2 separate regions of the Gossypium hirsutum genome follow, and region 2 is linked to region 1. Evidence: chromatin contacts called from public Hi-C data. All regions are on one chromosome and are shown on one strand. Each heading gives the region's core, a stretch centred on a gene start, on an enhancer-like site or on the middle of the called end of the contact. The rest is flanking DNA. Distances are from core to core; before and after follow the strand shown.

Region 1 (2,872 bases), core at 159-2,658:
TATTTTAAGGACATCTTAACATAAGTTTCATGACAGGCATGATAATATCTGAGCTAGAGCATTCCCATGTCTGCAGGCATCAATTGATGAACCTAAAAGATAACTGAATTCCATATGTTATCAGTGTAAAGCAAACAGCAAAATGACGATGGCAATATTGATCATACCATTGCCAGTTTGCTGTTGATACAGATATAGGATTCCCCTGTCACAAACAATAACAAGGAACAATCAGTCAGAGAAATAGACACGTTTTCTTTAGTTCACAACTTGAAAATGTGAGGTAGGAGCAGTGCAAAGGAAAGAAAACTTTGCACCCTCGAGGAACCTAAAGCATAGTATTAGCAGATATGCTTTTTTCCCAAAGGTCATGCATGCACTGATCATTAACATTGCTGGGAATAAGTAACATTGTTCTTAAAAACAATAACCTATTAACAGACTGATTCGAAATAGAATCAAATTAGTCGACCAACAACAACAACAAATAAAGTTAAATTGAACAGTTTTCAGGAGCCCTACTTTGAAGCTTGCTCGTAGCTGAAGAACTTGACCGCCGAGTTTGGAACAATGCGCGCACAATTAGTACCATTGCCTTTGAATAATCCGCGAAAACCTTCTGTTCTCCAAATGTACTTCAAGCCTTGAATTGTTCCATTGTATTTAATACTATGTGGATTTTGAACCTGCATTTTTTTTTCAAAAAAAAAAGAAGTTAATCAATTAAGAATTCAAAATTTTAGTTTCATTGATCCAAATAAAATGAAAATAAATTTTTTTTTAAAAAAACCTGAAGTAAGATTTTTAAACGTTCCAAAGGAGCAACAGCAGTTCGTGACCTGCATGTAAAAAGACAAATTAAACAAGCGATCCATTTCCATTCCCCATTTTCACTTTCCTCCAAAAGTTGTGAAATCAGTGTTTTGGGAGACATTTTCCACCGACACAAACCAAAAGTCCAAAGAGTCAAAGAAATAGAGAGAGCTCACACTCCACCGGCGACGCCGCCAGCAGCGAGAGACTTGCAGATGCTAAGAATAGCATAGCTAGGGGCCTTAACACCCTCTCTCGCGAGCTTTGCTTCCTCGGCCAGATTCACGATCGTGGACACAGCCGATTCGCTAGTCTTCACATCCTCTGAAGCCATGGAAAAACAAAAACAGGGAAAGAAAACTTTGAAAGTCCGTCTCTCGCCACAAAAGCCCAACGAAGTATGTCGGAAAGTCGAGAAGGATTATCCGGCGGTCAAGAAAATCAGATCTGTGAAGCGATTTACAGTAAAAAGAGGCTCCGCATTCCACAGTTGCCCTTGTGTCCTAGTGTTTGTGTTGGTTAGTTTGTGAGAGAGGTGTGGTGGTGACGGCTGGAGAAAGTGAGACCTCAACTATTAGAGAGCGTGTGGTAATGTTGCATTAACAGCGCGTGGGTTTGGTGAAGTTTTATTATGCGGAAGGAGAAAGGCATTTGGTGTGTCACGTGGAGGCATCTCATACATAGTGCTTTTTGTTCGGTGAGATTCGTGCAAGACTAATGGGGTGCGTTTGCGTTAATTAGAAACGGGTTAACTGTGTTAAAGCCACATTATTATGATGGGTCGCAACGCTTGGATTTACTGTATATAAAAATAGTGGCGATGATGAGGTTAAATATTATAATGTGAACTAAAAAAAATTAAATATAAGATAAATGTCCCTCTAAAATGAGCTGAGTGTTTTAAAATGTATGTCCACTAAGTTGTTGGTTTTGGTTATTGGTAATTTAGGAGTCTCAAAATGGTTTATTGTTTTACTATATTTCAGCGTCATTCCGTGAAAATATTCAAAATAAAAATTATTTTTTAATATATTAGATCTATTAGTTGAATTGATATTTAGTCGTCAATTTAAATTGAGACATTTTAAGTTCAAATAATTTTAGATTCGGATCATTTAAGTTTTGAGGTTGAATTTTCCGGTTGAATCATTTTTTGTTACAATCATTTCGTATTTAATTATTCTTTTGAGTTTAATTTAATATTATGTTGAACCAGACCATTTTAAATTTTAAATTATTTGTATATTTTAGGTTTCACTACTAAACTCAATAAAATTTAATTTATTAATTTTAAAATAAAATTAGATTAAATTAAATAAATTATCTAAATTTATTATAAGATAATAACTATGAAAAAGATGAAATAAAATGTATTTTATAAATTTAAATTAATTAACTCATAATATATAAAATCAAAAAATAAACTTACTTTGCATTTATTTTTAAATTGTCATTATAAATATTTTATTTCTAATAATATTTAATTTAAAATACTATTGGGTACTGCTTGGTGCTTGAAGCTGGTTTGCGTCTTGCATGGAATCTCGTATTAACGAAGGTTATTTTGGATGTTGACAACCTTACCAAAAGGCGATGACGGGGAACTGCACCATAATGCAGTAGTGGTGCGCGAACTACAGCAAATGCTTAGCCAACATTGGAAGGTTTTAGTGCAGCATTTCTACAGAGAAGGGAATGCGATTGCAGACTTCATGGCGTCATTGGCACGAGGAAGAGGATTAGGAGAGCAGTTGCACCAAATGCCACCAAGTTACTGTTTAGCATCTATGATTTCATCTTGGATTTTTTTTTTCTTACAAAAAAAAACTTAAATTGCATTAATTTTAAATTTGCTTTGTTATGTGGTCACTGTTTTTGGATATATATTATGAAACAAACATAAATATATTAAGTGTCAATATTATACCACAACACATGAAACTTATGATACGACTATATGTTTATTTGATGTGATTGAATTCAATGAAGTATTAATTAAAAACCTTTGAATAAATATTATTTTTTTATTAAAATGATACGACTTTTAAAATGTTCTTTT
Region 2 (2,872 bases), core at 205-2,704, 140 kb after region 1:
AATATTAAAGTTAAATTGTTCCAAATAAATCTCTTCAAAATAATTCTCACTTATATTCAATTAAACTCTCAAGAAAAATATGTAAAAGAATATCACTAATACTCAAAAAAAAAAATAGAAAAGTATAAATGCTAAAGGCACTACAAATACTGTCCACCAATATTGCTATCAAATTGCCAATATATAGGCTTGGTCATCACATTTTGCAACACCAAGATAATACCTTATCTTGGTTTTTTTCACCAGAAATTATCAACAAACAAACTTTGAAGAATAATCTAAAGAAAACATAAGCCAACAAGAAAATAAGCTTTCCCCACATTTAGGGTGTTGTTGGTTTGATTAAAGAAATTTATGACTTTTTATTGTCAATAATGTCAACCTAAAAGAACTTTGACGGAAACAAGCATTCATTTTAACATAAATTTTAACCGTTCATGAAATAATTGAAGATAATTAAGTTTCAAAGCTAGTTTAAACACATCATAAAACAATTAAGGGTTCTAACAATTTATTTAAAAATATTTCAGTTACAATAAAATTAGTTACAATATCTTTAATACAACAATAATATTTCGATACAAAACCTATTACATAACAAGAAGATATTAATTGTAAAATAAATTTTGCAATAATATAAATTATTTAGATGTTAAATTTAATGTTTTTCTTTATTTGTTGAAAGAAAATGTGTGAACATTAAAAAAAAAGTTACATGCAGGAAAAATGGAGCCTCCATTTAATTGTAAAATTTTGAAATATTTTTTATTAAAATTATAAATTAAAATGAAGATTTTAAAAATTAATTAAATATTAATAAAAAATTATAAAAACTCTAACATTTAGTGTATGGTGTTCATCCTATACCCATGCTATGAGACTATGCTGCAGGAATTTTATATTGGTGGTGCATGTGCGTCCGGTAGTGATTTGCTTTTCCCAATTATGTATAGGTATCAAAATAAATAAATAAATAAATATTTAAGAGTTAATTGCATTAAACATTCCTAAATTATGACTCTTATTTTAAATTAGTCCTTAAATTTTAAAATACTCTAGTTACATTTTTAAACTATCGATGTTTTATTAATAATGTCTTTTCGTTATGAAAATTGTTAATTTAACTGTTAAAAGAGATGTTAAATCTTATATGTTATAATTTAAAATATTTTTTTTTAAAATGACTATTGTAAGGATGAATGTTAAAAAAATCTTGATTTTTAGATTTTCGAAATTTTTACACTAACAAAAACAACAGTTCTCTGTCTTTTTGTTTTACTTCATTCTTGGTGTTAAAACTTATGTGGCAATATTTTACTTTTCTTTAAAATTTTCATTTTAAAATATATCATATAAGATTTTACGTGTCATTCAATGGTTAAATTAATAATTTCAATAACTAAAAGACCTAATTGATATAATATCAATAGTGTGAAGATGTCATAGAATGTTGTGAGGTTTGAGAGCTAATTCCGATAGAACGGGGGCCAAACCCATTCAGCCGTTGCCTACAAGGAATCTTCCTCTCTTACTCATATATTACATTTTCCCCAATTTGCTCTTATTCATTTAAGATCCCAGAAGGTCATAGAGAGCTCTGCATTGGATGGAGAGTAAGGTGTGCGTGACTGGTGCTGCCGGTTACCTAGGTTCTTCGCTTGTCAAGAGGCTCCTGGAAAAGGGACACATTGTTCACGCAACTACGAGGAATTTGGGTTACTTTTTCTTCTCTCTTTGCTGTCTTTGGTTCATCTGTCTGTTCGTGGCATCTAAGTTGTATGGTGCGACTTGCAGGAGATGCTTATAAGGTAGGGCTACTTAAAAGCCTCCCAAATGCAGAAACCAGGTTAAGATTGTGTGAAGCTGATATATACAATCCCAGTGAGTTTCAAGCAGCAATTGAAGGTTGTCAATTTGTAGTTCATATGGCCACCCCATTGCAGCACCTGTCCCAGAATTCTCAGGTTTCACTTTCAACTCTATTATTATATTATTATATGCTTATAACAGATCTTAACTGGCGTTTATGGATCCACAAGATACTATGTCCATTTTCTCATATTTAATGCATCATTTTATCAATCTATTTCATTAATTATATTTTCTTTATTTAAATATTACCTTATAAAAAGGTAAAGAGTGGAAGGGTTTGGGCAAAGTTATTAATTCGAAAAATACACTTAATCAAAAAAGAAGGCATGTTTTGAAAATGTGCTGAGCCTCGGATAATATTTTTTGGCCCAGGTCCGACCCAAATTTGTAAAAAAAAACTGTTATTTTTTTCACTATTTTATTTATATTTTCTCATTATTTTACTGTTATTTTATTATTATGTTGCTACCATTATTATGTTATTGTTTGGATATTGTATAGCTCTTATTTTATTATTAATTTTGCTACTACTTTAGAGACATTTGCTTATTAAATTGCACATATTTTAGTGATATATTTTAAATTTTTTATGTTAAAAATAAAATAAAGAAATTTGATGCAAGCTTGCCAGTCCCGAGTTTTAGCATTTTATCTAGGTCGGGCTTGAGCAAAAAATTATGTCCATTTTTTGGGCCCAGCCCAACCCAAACCTATCAATCGGGCCTAGAATTTTGTTAGGGCCTAACCCAACCCATGGACAACTTTACATGGAGGTTTAGATTGCATTTTACCCCTCCACTAAAAAATGGATAAGCTAGTCATTGTTTGTTAATTAAAGAAAAAACTAGTAATTCTTTTAAAAATTTTATTCATTTCTGTTGTTAAAAATATGTTCATCACATATGTTATTTCATCAACCACACCACTTTTTAACAATATAAATGGATGAAATTTTTAACAAAAAGATCATTTTGCCCTTTGATCTAATGTATTGAGGCTA

Evidence for each region. A called contact is a pair of places that touch in the nucleus more often than the background predicts.
Region 2: a Hi-C map of leaf shows a contact between it and region 1, with 2.2 times the contacts expected there. The contact joins the promoter of LOC107909793 here to the promoter of LOC107909784 in region 1. A contact is called at or near these places in 4 of 34 Hi-C or Micro-C datasets (callus and leaf).

The regions. Positions count from the first base shown.
Region 1 is chrA11:9,455,119-9,457,990 of Gossypium_hirsutum_v2.1, forward strand. It overlaps LOC107909784 (mitochondrial adenine nucleotide transporter ADNT1), which reads right to left and starts at 1,409. Exons shown (of 8, transcript XM_016837438.2): 1 at 990-1,409; 2 at 791-839; 3 at 523-686; 4 at 168-205. The coding sequence starts at 1,147.
Region 2 is chrA11:9,592,347-9,595,218 of Gossypium_hirsutum_v2.1, forward strand. LOC107909793 (putative anthocyanidin reductase) reads left to right here and starts at 1,455. Exons shown (of 5, transcript XM_016837445.2): 1 at 1,455-1,715; 2 at 1,795-1,964. The coding sequence starts at 1,607.